Regions from separate parts of the Oryctolagus cuniculus genome. Here region 2 is linked to region 1. The links are chromatin contacts, called in public Micro-C maps. All regions are on one chromosome and are shown on one strand. Each heading gives the region's core, a stretch centred on a gene start, on an enhancer-like site or on the middle of the called end of the contact. The rest is flanking DNA. Distances are from core to core; before and after follow the strand shown. Region 1 holds the start of MYBL1 (MYB proto-oncogene like 1). Region 2 holds the start of COPS5 (COP9 signalosome subunit 5).

The links. Hi-C and Micro-C count contacts between places; a contact is called where the count stands out from the background.
Region 2: a Micro-C map of ear pinna shows a contact between it and region 1, with 6 times the contacts expected there. The contact joins the promoter of COPS5 here to the promoter of MYBL1 in region 1. A contact is called at or near these places in 2 of 6 Hi-C or Micro-C datasets (ear pinna and an unstated tissue).

Annotation. Positions count from the first base shown.
Region 1 is chr6:92,270,765-92,278,218 of mOryCun1.1, reverse strand. MYBL1 (MYB proto-oncogene like 1) reads left to right here and starts at 2,740. Exons shown (of 16, transcript XM_051844529.2): 1 at 2,740-3,377. The coding sequence starts at 3,358.
Region 2 is chr6:92,680,671-92,688,124 of mOryCun1.1, reverse strand. COPS5 (COP9 signalosome subunit 5) reads left to right here and starts at 3,833. Exons shown (of 8, transcript XM_008255620.4): 1 at 3,833-4,348; 2 at 6,446-6,680; 3 at 7,414-7,454. The coding sequence starts at 6,495. CSPP1 (centrosome and spindle pole associated protein 1) reads right to left here and starts at 3,787. Exons shown (of 25, transcript XM_070075132.1): 1 at 3,649-3,787.

The DNA of each region.
Region 1 (7,454 bases), core at 1,491-3,990:
TGCTTATGGCCTTGTCTAAATACTGATAGAATTTGTCAGGCAAAAGCCTCCATAGCCTAGGCAGCTCATGTCAGGAGCCTCAGGTTGTCACTGATGTCATGTGTAAGAGTGTTAATTGTTAAATTAACAACAGGAGTCACTGTGCACTAATTTCCCATGCAGGACCTCTGTCTTCATTGAGTTGTATTATGAGAGTTAACTGTAAAACTAGTTCTCAGGTTTTTTTTTAATGTGTGTACAAATTTTTGAAATCTTTACTTAGTATAGAGTTGGTCTTCTGTGTACAGAATTAATTGAAAATGAATCTTAATGGAGAATGGGACTGGGAAGAGGAGAGGGAGGAGGTAGAGGGGTGGGAGGGTGGTTGAGAGGGCGGGTATGGTGGGAAGAATCACTATATTCCTTAAGTTCTACTTATGAAATTTGTATTCCTTAAAAATAAATTTAAAAAGACATAAAAAAGAGACTATTCAAAATTACTTCTCTGATAGTTTGACATAAATGTGAGGAAGAACGCCCTTTATGCATTTTTAGTCTTTAGTAATTGTAAAGAAAGTCACTACAAACATTTTTCAAAGTGGTGGAACCATTTGCATTCCTATTAGCAATGTGTGACAGTTGTATTTGCTCAGTATTTTCATCTTCATCAACCTTTGCAGAGTTGGTTATTTTCCCTGCTCATTCTTCTAGATATGTGTAGTAGTGTCTCATTGTGGTTTTGATTTGCATTTCTTTAATGATTTAATAAGGTGGACCATCTCATGTGCTTGTCATTTATATCTTCTTTGGTGAAGCATATGTTCAAATCCTTTGTCCATTTTTAAAAGCTTTTTTTTTCATGATTGAGTTTTGAGAGTTCTTTATATATTCCAAATAAAACCTCTATGTTATGCTTTTAAAAATCCCAAATCTTAGTTTATGTGACACTTAAACTTGTGTATTCAAATGACTGTGAAAGACTAATTCCAAACTTTGTCATGAGTTTTATAACTGATTTTAAAATGTTATCTTTCTAAGGAACTGCCTTTCTTTTACATTAAAATGGGGGGGCAGTAATTTTACTGTTGAGATCTTTAAAAACTGCTTCAAGCCCTAAAAAGGTATTCTGTATAAAACTGTAGCCTAAAATATAGCAGAATCTCAGCTTCCTGTCAGAATATATATGAAGTATGACCCAGGAAAAAATAGGAAATGTCTGATTCCAAGTGACTTTCGAAATCTAGTGAAACTTGGAAACTAATTTCCAATCTATTTTTTTTTAAGTTATTTTTTTGAAAGGCAGAGTTAGAGAGAGGCAGAGGCAGAGGCAGAAAAAGCCAGAGAGGTCTTCCATCTGCTGGTTCACTCTCCAAATGGCCCCAACGGGAGCTGGCCTGATAGGAAGCCAGGAGCCAGGAGCTTCTTCTGGGTCTCCCACACGGGTGCAGAGGCCCAAGGACCTGGGCCAACTTCTACTGCCTTCCCAGGCCATAGCAGGGAGCCGGATTGGAAATGGAGCAGCTGGGACTCCAACTGGCGCCCATATGGGATGCCAGCACTGCAGGCAGAGTCTTTAATCGCTAAGCCCCAGCACTGGCCCTCAAATCTTTTTTTTTTTTTTTTTAAAGTGGACCAGCAATTCAGCATGATTTGGAATAAAAAGCTGCTTAACCTTCCCATAATCTATACCTTGAGAAAAAGGAACTCTAAAAACGCAAATGTATTTAAGTTTTGACAGTAGTGCTTGTAACCACCTCTTAATTCAGATTTGCACCTGCATTTCTGATTTGCAAAAGATGATGCGTAGAATTTCAAAATAGCAAATGTCAGTTTGGTACAATATTAACACGCGGTTCAGTGCTCTATCCAGTAGAGCATGCTGTCTTGCAAATTTGAATCCTTAACCGTGTCTAATCGTTAGTGCAGTTAACCTACTTTCCTGCTAGGCGAACTGCGCAGTTCCTAGTTACTAGACTTGGAGCCTCTAGTGGCTCCAACTGCTGGAAGCTCCCGCGGTGCGGTACCGCACGTCCCACCCCCGCTTCTCCTGTGAGGGCGGAAGGTCAACGTCTCGGGCTGTCCATCGTACTTATTCATCTGGACCAAGTTCCCAGACCACCTCTGTTCTGTCTTCTCGCATTATTCTCCCGGACCAAGCTCCCCCACCCCGCACATCAGTTCTATCCCTTAAGGTGGGGCGCTGCATTAAGTACTTTGAGAACGTAATGCACACACGCATCATTTCCTTTTACCGCTGTACACACGTCTCCGCCTAAAATCTTTTCCACTTGTCACACTTCTGTTCCTTCTTGAGGAAAAATGAGGTGATATTCAGTTCCCTGCCACAGAATCTTCGCCACTCTCCTAGCTAGGATGTCTTCTGGGTAAAAATAGCTCCCGTTTTTGCTTAAAAAAATAACCGCCGCGAAAATGTTATGATTAAATTTGTGTCACATCCGACGACCGCGCCTAATTACGAAGGCGGGATACATCCAAACAGCCAGGACCTACTGCCCAGAAAGGCTGCAGAGACGTTCTTCGGCCAGGCGGCAGGACCGCCCTTCCCCAGGGACACCATCCGCTCACCCGGGGAAATTGAGGGCGGCGGCTTCTGCGGCCGCCGCTTCCGGATCCGCCCCTCAAGCTCAGGAACTCGGCTTCCCTGCAGGCCGCGCGCGGCCAGGGCGCTCCGCCCCCTCGCGGTGCGGCTCTCCGCGCGCTCCGGGTCCCGGCACAGCTCGGCCCGCGAGCCCCGCCTACGGCCCCACCCCCTAGTTCCCCGCTCCTTCGCCGTCTCCCGCGAGTTCCAGTCCTGGCTTCCAGCTCCCCAGCCCCGCCCTCAGCAGCGCGCGCTCTCCCCGCCCCGCCCTGGCCCCCCGCGTGCGGGCGCCACAGCCAATAAGGTTCCGGGCCGCGTGCGCAGATTCAAACGGCGGCTCTTGAGGGAGGCTGGGCGCGAGATTCGGCGGTGCGGACAAAACCCTGCAGGAGGCTGCGAGCCCTGCACAGCTGCTCGCTGCGGGGAGAGGGCGGGGGTCGGCGCCCGCGGCGGAGCTGCGCTGGGACCTCAGCCGGGAGGCTCAGAGGCGGCCGAAGAAGCTGGCGAGGGGCGGGAGCGTGCCTCCTGACATGTTGGGGGCATCCCTGACCGGGCCGGGCCGGGGCTAGGACACAGCGCTGCGGGCCGGGGGCGGGTCGCGGTCCGCCCCTCAGTCCCTCCGTCCTGCCCTGCCTGGGACTTGGCGTTCCGCTCTCGGCCGCCTCTGGGAGGGAGCGAGGGAAGCCGCTGGGAGAGTCGGGGAGAAGGAGCATTCGCCTGAGGCTGGAGGAGGCTGACTTGCGTCCCCGCCCAGCCCGCGCCTATGCGGTACTTGAAGGATGGCGAAGAGGTCGCGCAGGTGGGTGACATCCCTTTCACCCGGGCCTGTCAGCGCCAACTCTGGCCGGGGTCTCGTTCGTTTCCCGCTGCCCCCCGCACCCAGCTCTCCCCCAGGCAGGGCAGAGGGTTTCCAAGTCGCTGCCCTACAGCCTCTCGGCCCCACGGGGTCGAGCGCAGGGCAGAGTGGGGGACCAGTGTGTGTGACGGCGTCCCCACGGCGCACGTCCCACCTCTCAGCCCTCCCAGCCACTCTTGGAGGGAGGTTTCTTGCCAGGTAAGTGTGTGCGCTTTGAGGGAAGATGCTACCCGGATACAAGTGATCGTGCCCATCCTGGATGCCTCGAAACGGAGTTTAGAGTTCGCTTCCGATCGACTGCACTGTCGAAATAGGAGCTCCCCGACAAACCTGGGCGGCAGCCCCTCTGCCAACTCTGCTCTCTTGAAAGGTTATGGAAAATCCCCTTTTGGGTAGCTGAGGAGGACCTTTGTGTGATGCTTTCTCTAATTACAATGCCCATGTTCATGTATATGTATTTTACATCTTCTGGGAAGATAACACACCGTGGCTACCACCAGCTTGCTCTTAAAACACTGTTTGAGTCACTTGACATTTTGGGCGTCCTTCGTTAACTCTGTATCTAAGTGTGGCACAGAGGTGTTGCACATATTTTGTTGGAAAATGTGTAGAATGAATCATTTTTTTGTGTGTCGCTACAGTAGCTACTCATCAATTATGTGGAGTAATCGCTTCGATGACGAAAATCTGGGATGTGTTTTAAATCTTCAGTAGTATTAAATAAACCTGAAAAGATGTTGGGCAGAATTTCCAAAAGTTTTTTTTGATTTAGATCCACAGCTTCAAAGTCTGAACTAGAGGCGTATTTCCCAAGTTGAAATTTAGTACTGGGAGTACTACATTGCAGACCTCGGTTAAAAATTGGCAATATCTACATATAATATCCTATGTTTATTTTGGTTATTAAGCGTCAGTTGTGTAAGAGGCTTCTCCGGGAATCAGGCTAAAATATAGCTTATTTTATAGCAACTGTATTATGGACAAACCATGGAGGTGGAACAAATGTATACACTTGCATATTCCCTTTCTTCAAAAGAGTTCAACTGAAGCACTGTGGGCATTTTGGATTAGATAATACTTTGGTGGAGGGGTGATGTTGCCAGGTGTCTTTTGGGTGGGCAGTATCACCTAGATGAGAACCTAGAACCTCAAGAACCCAAGTAACTTCAGAAAAATAGTTATTAAAAGCTCGTGTAATCAAGATTGCTGAAGTACTGGCTTAGGGGTTTCTTATGAAATTCTAAGTATAAATAATTGAAAAATAACTTTATGAAGCAAAATGACAAGTGTATGTCAACTTAATAAGTTATTATGTGTAAAATGTAGCATTTTTACTTACAAGTTTAATCTTACTTGAAACAGTTTCTAGGTTAATTCTGTCATCAGCATTTAGGTGGGGTTAGACCTTGATGTTTGAATGTCAATCCTCCATTGGCTTTCTTTCTGTTAATTTTTAAGTTATATATGTTTCACAGTAATAGATTGAGAAAGGAGAAATAATTTAATGATAAGTTTGCTTGTATAAATTATTTTCTTTCATTGAGCTTGAGATCTAAACATTATTTGTACTGGTGACTTATAATCCTTGTCAGCTGTTTAAGTTAATTGGAATGTATTATAGAGTTATTTAAAGAGTCCTAAGTCTAGAATAACTAAATGTGGTGGAGTGAAGCTTCACTCCAAGTGGGTGCGTACATGTAGTGGATGTAAGGGAGAAATTATCAGACCTGAATGATGTTAATTCTTAGGGTCTTCGTATTTCATACTTCATGCTTGAATGAATCTCATCCTATAGATTATAATCTATATAATCTATATAAATATGACTGTGTCTTAGAATAGAATGTGAAATATTTTGAGGGGGAAATAATTATTCATTGGGCAAAGTCTCTTGCGTTTTGGCTAAAGATCAATATGTATGAGCCCAATTAATAGTTGAAAGAGAAAGGAAATAACTCAGAAACTTCAGGTTGTATTTTGAGATCTCCACTATACAACCATTTAAATATTTGAGTGAAAACTGTACTTTGCTATAAGTTTTGCATAAAGAGTATAGGCATAAATCCTGTAAAATACTTTTTCTGTGATCTGAAAAAAAAACACATAAGAGTAGAAAACTGTTACTTGAAGTGTGAAACAGCTGAAGGATGTTGCCCCTTTTGATCTTTGTTTGAGATAGCTATAATATAGCTCAACCAGATTTACATAAAGGAAAAGGTTCATTTGGTATTGAGAACTTAAATAGTTTCAGATCCCATTGGGGATTTTAATGACTTGATTTACAGGTAGGACTAAAACTGGGCTGTTATTAAAATATATCTGATTTTTAAGCATATTAATGAATAATTTTAGTTTTAAAAATTCAGTTCTATCCTTAAACATAAACTTTAAATAGATCATTTAGAAGCTAGAAAGTTTTAAAACTTGTAGCAGGTTAAAGTGTTTACTTGAGATGAACTATGACTAAACTAAAATGATAAAAGCTAGAGTGTGTGTGTGTGTGTGTGTGTGTCATTGTGTAGAAAGCAGTTTTGCTATACTGTTTCCGGCAAAATGGATAGGAGTAAAAGTATACCAAAGTAAAAGAACTAATTTTTAAATCAGCTTTATCACTGAGTGGCGGTATGTTTTGGAAAACAGGTAAACCCTGCTCCAGTTTTTTACCTCTTAATATAAGGAGTTTGGACTTTATGGACTGCAGGATAGTTTCTTTCATTAATGTATATCCTGTTTTGAAGAGCTTTTATAATTTTTCTCATTTAGAAATATACATGTTATTGGAATCATAGAAATGTCCTCACATTTTGCTTATAGATTGCTAGGTAGAATTAAATCCAGTATTTATTTCAATATTGCTATTAATAATGGTCAAAGATTATGTGATGACAATTTAGTGTTACTGTAATAATGTTTTCATAGTCCAGATTTGGAAATAAAATATTCACTATGCAGTACCTCATATTAACCACTGGGTGGCCTGATTTCACTTTATTTAATCAAGCTGGGCGCTGTTTGTACCTTGACTGTGACCGATTTAAAAAATTAAATATAGTTACCTTGTCCTTAATAAATATAATAAAGATGTAATTTTTGATTATGACAAAGATTCAGACTTAAGGCAGTTTGTGATTTAAAAATATGAGCAAGTTAAAGTAATTTCACTAGAGCAAATATTATAGAACCAACTGATATTTCTGTAATTTCAAGCCAGCAGTTCCCTTTCAACTAAAAACAGATTTTTTAAAATATTGTATTTATTTATTTGGGAGGTAGAGTTACAGACAGAGAGAGGGAGAGGCAGAGAGAAAGGTCTTCCATCTGCTAGTTCACTCCCCAAATGGCCACAATGGCCAGAGCTGGGCTGATCAGGAGCCAGGAGCTTCTTCTGGGTCTCCCACGTGGGTGCAGGGGCCCAAACACTTGAGTCATCTTTTACTGCTTTCCCAGGCCATAGCAGAGAGCTGGATGGGAAGAGGAGCAGTTGGGACTTGAACTGGTGCCCATATGAGATGCTGGCAACCACAGGTAGAGGCTTAGCTTGCTACGCCACAGTGCCAACCCTGTTAAAAGATTTAAAAATTTAAAATTTTCCTTTGGCTACCTCATTTTACTGTTTTTAGGCAGAATAATTGTCCTCTGAAACAGAATTTCTCCTAAATGTTTTATCTTAGTATCAAGTGTGAATAGTTTTGTTTGTTATTTCTTGGGCAGAGTCATAACTATCACATCTTGATAGTTTATATCCCAATGCAGAGTTACTTTTAACAATTTTCTTGGCCTAATCTTTTTATGTATGTTTGTGCTTATTTTTGGTGTGTCATTCTCTTCAACCACTTTGTTCATTCATAATCTACAACACTGTATCCATTTGATTATAGTGATTAGTTATATATTAGGCATTTATAGAATAAATAGTTTCTTTGGTTTACAATAGAAAACTGGCAGAGTAGTTCTGGAAACAAGTACTCAACTGGACAAAGACCAAATTCCTGTTTGGAGAAATTGTTTCACCTTCTTTTG
Region 2 (7,454 bases), core at 2,584-5,083, 410 kb before region 1:
AAAAAGAAAAACCTCAGATAGATAATATACAGGGAGGAACCTATGATCTTTCAAGCTTTAGAAGACAGGGAAGGAGGAATGAGATAACCAGCACAAAGTTTCTGATATCCATCCATATGAGCAACCAGTTTCCATGGGTATATCCAAATGTCGACAAATATCCCAAGTGCTGCTAAGAAGTAAACACTGTGTTGCTGAGCGAAGAAAGATGTTAGAAGACAGGATAAAAAGAGTGCATAAAGAAATAAAATTTAAGTCTTTTAGCAGCTATTATTAATGCCCATGAGGGATGCTGGGAAGATATAAAAATTTTTTAAATGTCTGTAACTCAGAACATCCATGACAGACACAAAGATTTATCAGTGATTAAAATAATCAGTAAGGGGTGGGCAACTGGCATAGCAGTTAAAACCCTGCTTGCATCCCCTATGGGAAAACCTCAGTCCAAGTCCTAGATCCACTCCAACTGCAGCTTCCTGCTAGTGCACACCCTGAGAGGCAGCAGGTGATAGTATGGAAAATAGCCGGGTCTCTGCCACTCATGTGGGAGACAGCACCAAACTCCCTGCCACTGTGGACATCCAGTGATTGAATCAGGGAAGTGTTCCTTCTCCCAATCTCCCCCTCAACTAAACTTTAAGAAAAAAATGTAGTTAATGGAGACTCAGAGCAACAGTACACAAGAATACATTAGATGGCTTTCAGGTTACGTAAAATTGCCAATACACTGATTCAAACACCTTTGTCTACCACTCAGGAAGGTGTTAAAAGAATAATCTGAAATTTGTTCAAATACATAAGTAGTTAAGTAATACTTGTCTGAAAACTTCATTTGGGGAAAAAAAATCCTTCACTGAAAGTACCCTGTTTCAGTTTCTTTTGTCTAAATACAGCCACTCCTCCTGTAAGATTATTGGTGCTGCAAAAAATCCAAAACTTCACCCATGTGGAGTATTTCCACAAATATCTGAAGAGAAAGCAAAATAATTTTCTAAAGAAATAGAAAGATTCAGAGAAAAGAAGGCATTTTGCAGGCTTCTGTGGGATTCCTTTTCACTTGTCAAGACAAACCAGTCTTTCCTATAGAATAGAACCTCTCAAAGGGTAACTGGCATGAATAAACTCATACTGGTTGCTTGTAGGTCCTTGCACCTTTCAAGGTGTAAAGAAACAAAGTGGTGGCTCACTTCGGAAGCCTTCCCTAAAACCCTAGTTAAGCTTCTTACTTCTATAATCTCGAGAGCCAGCCTCTCTCAAACGACGAAGATTCCTAACATCAACTCAAAACTGGTTTTAAATTCCAAATAATAATCCTAAAATGAAGGCAGTTAAAAAGAAAGTTCAAGCTCCAGGGACCAGGCAGGCGCAGGTGGGAAACAGGATAACAGCACTGACCTCACAGGCCTATGAAGATTAAACAATTCCACCTGCAAAGCAAATCACTGCGAACAGTGCTTTGGCGTACAAGCACTCCTAGGTTAAACATTCCCCAGCACCGTGGAGGAGGAAAGACGCTCCGGGAGGCTTAGCAGAGCAGCCGGGGCCCCGCCATCGGGGAGGGAAGGCTCAGGGGAGCCGAGGCACCGCTTCCCTCCGGGAGTTCGGGACTTCCGACCCTTTGGGAAGCGTCAAGGCGTTGTCAGGCAACCGGCTCCCAACAGCACCCGAGGAGGCAGGGGCGACCGCAGAGGCGAGCAACTCCAGACTCACCAACGCACCGCCCCCGGGCTGGGGAACTGCGAGGCCCCCAGCCACAAGGAACTGCCATCCCTGCACCCCAGCCACCGCCCCGGACCGGCTGCCGCGAGACCCCGCTGGCAGGGAACCCTCACCTCCAACCCATGTAACCTCCTTACCGCCGCCAGCTCGACTACCTACCTGCCTCCCCCGTCCCGCTCCGCAGGCCCGAGACGAGCCCCTCGCCCGGCAAAAACCCCCTCACCGCCCGGCCCCTGTAACTCGGGCACCGCTGCCGGCCGGGTCGCCGCCAGCCCCTCGCCCCAGGTCCGCGAATCCAGCCCGGACACCCTCACCTCCACCTCACCCTAGGCCTCACCCTGCCGTGCCTGCTCCCCACCTGCGGTCAGCTGACTCAGACCAGCAGGCTCGCGTCTTGGGAGACGCACAGCGTCCTACTAAGGTTCTTAGCGGTTCCCAGAGGTGGCCGCGGCCTCCTGGCGCGCGAACACTGTCACAGTCAAGCCGGCCGGGACTCCGCCTCTCAAGCTGGGCCCTCTGCCCGCCTCTCGCCAACGGCCAGGCGCAGCCCCGCCTCCGGAGCGGCCGCTTAAGAGGACCGCGCGACCGAGGGCGCCCCCTGCCTTCCCGGAGGACGCACAGCCACCCACCTGCGCCCAGGGTTTTGTTAAACCTTGGGAGTCGCTTCCCAGGTTGAATTAATTCCTGCTTTCCAACCCACCACTCCGCGGTCGATCCGAGGACAGCCTGAGTCTGAGGTCCGGGAAGGTAGAGGCAGTAAGAAGAATACCAATGGCACACTCTCCTAAGCCAGGAGTCTGGTCAGCGCAAGTCCCGGGCTTTCAATACCATTTTCAACGTGTAATTCAATTCACACCAATACTAAGTAATCAAATGCTCCCACTGAAAAAGATTTTTTGACTTCGCAAGAAACTAAGAATGCTAATGTCTCCTAGGGGCCCTAATTTATCCTTACTTTGCAAGTCGACTTTAAAGGCAAATTTTAAGCTGAAAATGTCAAAACCGCAGACTGTGGTGTGGATTCCATAACCCTAATTTTCTATTTGTTCTATCGATCTGCCACGCACCCTACTAGGAGTGGAGGATTCAAGGCAGTGCGAGGTATCCTGAACTCTGAAAAAAAGAAACCTCCATGTAAACCGATACTCGTACATAATTACAACACAATGCGAGTTAAGAAGTACCTGTCTTACAGACTTGGAGACACCGTGGAAGAAATGGTCCTGGAGAGTGAAGACAGACCTCAGAACTGTGCTTTCAGATTAATATGAGCTCGCAGGCAGAAAAGCCAGGGAAGCGCGTGTTAATCAAGCAACGCTGACCACATCCGAGTACTGTTGTGCTAAGTCCAAGTGTGGGGAATGGCACTACTGGAAAGAAAGGTTTCAAGGGGGAACTGAAGAGAGATGGAACTGGAGAGGTGCGTAGGGACTAGGTTATGAAGAGCTGCGATGTTTTCTTTTTTTCCAGCAAAAAGATCTTTATCCCTAACACCCAGGTGTTAGAAATAAAACAAAGAGCACAGAACTGGTCCCTGCGTCTTTAAACGCAGAATCTAGTGCGGACGGAGAAGAGAGGGAAAAACACGTAAACCAAACACAGGAAACAAACATAGTATCAACGGGAGGCAACAAAAAGGTTGCTGAGATTAACTCCGTCCAGGCTATTAAGCGCTGCAGACTTAACTCATGAGAACTGAGTATTGGACATTTGCATCACTAACAGCTCATAATAAATGTAGGGACATGAAACGTCTACGTCACAGGATAAAACCGTAACAATTCACTCGCTTTTGCCGCCTCCCGCGAGCGCTAGAAAACGCCCACCTGAAATCCACGAGCCCGCAGTTCTACGCATGTGTACTGGGTCACTTGGAAGCAAAACAGGATGCCATATTTATCTTCCTCGCAGCCAAAATCCAGTACTTACATTTAAATTTCTCCAGACATCCTTTTTATTTTTTTCCTAGTCTTTCAAGAAACTTTCCATCTAAGACAGCTACACCCACACGAAAACACTTTCCTCTGCCCAACTTGCAGCTCCGCCCACATTTAATATGGCGGAAAATGCGCCTGCGCAGTACTAACTAAGAGGCCACGGCAGTTTCTGGCATAACGTTAACGTGCCCTTCTTCCGTTGTGAAAGGCTATACCATTCCCATGGCAAATGATTGTGTTTGCCCTATTTCATAGATACAGTTTTCCAAGACGATATGTTCTCATTTAACCCACATTAATATTCCCCTTGCCACAGCTGTTACACTAACTACCGATTTATCGTCGCTTCTCCTAACAGCCCCCTCCATCCCCGAATGGTCCGTACCAACTTCACCTCCGGTTCTAGGTGTCATGGCTGCCTCGAGAGTCTAGGAAGAGTTTGCACCTGTGGTGGGAAGGGTCCAAAACCCACACCCAGGGAGCTAGAAAAGTAAAGTTGCGTCTCGGCCGTAGAAGCGAAAGCTTCTCTGATTCCTCGGCGATGGCGGCGTCCGGGAGCGGTATGGCCCAGAAAACCTGGGAATTGGCCAACAACATGCAGGAAGCCCAGAGCATCGATGAAATCTACAAATACGACAAAAAACAGCAGCAAGAAATCCTGGCGGCGAAGCCCTGGACTAAGGAGTGAGGAGGTCCCTGGAGACTCGCAGGGGAGGGACGGGGTGGTTAGAGTTTGAGAGACCCGAGGGTGGGGGAGTGGGAATTGGAGTGGGTGGACGGCTTGGCTTTTCATGGTCCAGGAGAGATTATGCACCTGAAACAGAATTTGATCTACCTTCATCCCCGCACGTGTAGTGTATGCTCCTCCGCTGCGGCCTGCTTTGCCCGTTCTGTCTGTTAACTCTTTTGCCTCTGGAGGATGTAAGGGATGAACAGCAAGCAGAGATTTAGGTTATCACTTTTCAACATCCTGATTATTATATCTGCCAGTATCTGCTTTGAACCCTGTGTGGACTACACCTTGTTGGGGCCTTCAGCTGGTCCCTGACGGGAACCGCAGCTCTTTTCAGAAATTGAGTCAGCAGCTCACCTGTCTTGCAGATAGCTGTGAGCCATCTTTTTAGAGATCTGTAGTAGTTCTTTGATTGCTGGTAATTATTTCAGAGGCACAGTCAGCCTCTAACCAATTTCTAAAATATTACTCCACCAGTGTCACCTAAGTCTGAGATTAAAAAATAGACCTTAAGGCTCTTACCCCTTAGCAAAATTCATGCATCCCTGGGAGTGATGACAAGTCAAGGATTATTAATCCATAACATTTATCCTTTACCAAAAGAAGACTTTTGTTGGGGAAAGAGTAAAAAGAGAGTAAAAGAAAACTGTTTAATAGATACAAAGGAGAGCTGTGGCAAGCCCAGGACATACTTCCTGCCACACCGTCTTTTACAAGCCTAGCTTTAACTGTCAGTTAGGTGCAGCAGTGTTTACTGATAACTCAACATGGGCCAAACACTGAGTTAGGGATCTGCATTTGTCATTTTAATCATCATGACAACCCAGTACTGTACTTTCATTCGTTTTTTCAAGTAAGGAAACAAGCAAATACCTCATGATCACATTGAGGCAATGTAATAGGAGCACAATAACAGTTATCTTTTTTCTTTTCCCGTTAGAACACAATTTTAATTTGTATCTTAACTTCCAACACCAAGCCTCTGTGTTTTTCAGCTTGTGAAATCTGGCAAAGGTTGGGAATTAAGTTTCTGTGCTTTTCTCTGGGCAAACATTTAGCTCAGAAACACCAACTAACCACTCTGTACAGCGTACAGGCTGGTTAGGTTGCCTGGTTGTCGACTTCTATAGCAGCTGTACATTTTAGGTTGACCTCCTCTGTTAGATATTTGGAAGCCATCACTTTGTTACACTGTCTCACAGTAGTTCTAATTATATCCCTCCTAGCTGTCTTGGGCTGCATCAGTCAGACCAAAATATAGTTTTACTTAAAAGTTGACTCACAGCCACCACTGACAAATTCAAGAACAGTGATCATGGGACAGCTAAGGATATTAGAGACACTTTTTAATTTTGAGGCTGATATTACAGAGGAAAGCCACATCTTTCAAAATATTGTTGTTTCAGAGTACTGAGAATACTGTAACAGAAATTAATAATGCTAAAAACAGATAGCATTATTAAGGTTTTACTTTGGATCAGACACTAAAGCTAGGCACTTTATTATTTCATTCATTTTATTTCATCCTAATGACTCTGAACTAGTCCCGCTTACCCTAAGCAATGTAATGTGAGACACGCAGACATTAAGAGGTTGTCCTAATGTCACAGCTAAGGAATGGCAGTGCAAGAGTCAAACATAGGCAGATAGATGTCAGAGCCCACATTCTTTTAACCATTAGACCAAAAGGTTAGGCCTAAGAATAGTTAAACACAGCCATCCATCCAGTATTAGAATCAGATATTTGATCATTGCAAATCAACAGAGGAAAAGTCTCTTGAACTCATTGCTACTTCCACATTTGAATAGCATGTTAAAAGAGAGAGAGGACTGTTTCAGACCCTTCCTTTCCCCAGGGGGGAATATTTTGCAGGAGTATGACATGTTTGTTATTTCCATACCCATGCAGGTCATCTGTCCTTTACTACTACTTCCCACATTCTACACAGCCCTTATATCAATTTAAATTCTCTCAGTAACTTATTTTAAAAAAAAAAGTCTTTGGATATTTTATTTCAAATAAGAAATATAATTACATTGTGATTTTATTTTGTAGTCATCATTACTTTAAGTACTGCAAAATCTCAGCATTGGCTCTACTGAAAATGGTGATGCATGCCAGATCAGGAGGCAACTTGGAGGTGATGGGCTTGATGCTAGGAAAGGTGGACGGTGAAACCATGATCATTATGGACAGTTTTGCTTTGCCTGTAGAGGGCACTGAAACCCGAGTAAATGCTCAAGCTGCAGCATATGAGTACATGGCTGCATACATAGAAAACGCCAAACAGGTAAAAATCTTGTTTATTAAACTGTGGTAACAAAAAAAAATCTTGTTTATTAAACTGTGTTAGAGTCTCAAGGTAACTTTTGAGATTCTGAAGTTAAGGCTATCCTCTCAAGGTTAAATTTTCTATTTTAAATTGGATATGTGTGTAAAATATATGGGATCATAAGCCTTGTAAGACCATGGGCTTTTTAATTTCCCAAGGTTCACACTCATTATCAGATTTGTGCTTAAAATGAGAAGTTTGGGAACAAGCTAAGTGTTTCTGAGTATAAAACCAGTTAAATAAATTATGGTACAGTCATTAGAGGACTGCCAGGCAGCTGTTAAAAAATAAAAGATAGCTACCTATATATATTTACTTATCTGGAGCATGATCCAGAATAGTTTATTGAATGAAAAAGCAAAGTGTAAAACACTGTGCGTTGTACTAGTGTGTGTGTGTGTGTGTGTGTGTGTCCACCTACATGTATTTTAAGAACATCTGTTAGGTAGGTAAGTAACTGGTTGTCACTATAGCTTCTGGGCTGAGAAACTGGATAGCTGCAGGGGAAAAAATGGGAAGAAGATGGAATACTTTTCCATGGTTTCTACATGCATTTTTAAAACCTTTTATTAAACTTTATTAAATAGTGTATGCTATTAACTCCTGTGCATGCTGTTAGTTTACCATAATGCTATGGAAACAGACTAATGACAACAGGAACCTCAAACTCTACCACCCTCTTCATTTGCAGGTCGGCCGCCTTGAAAATGCAATTGGCTGGTATCATAGCCA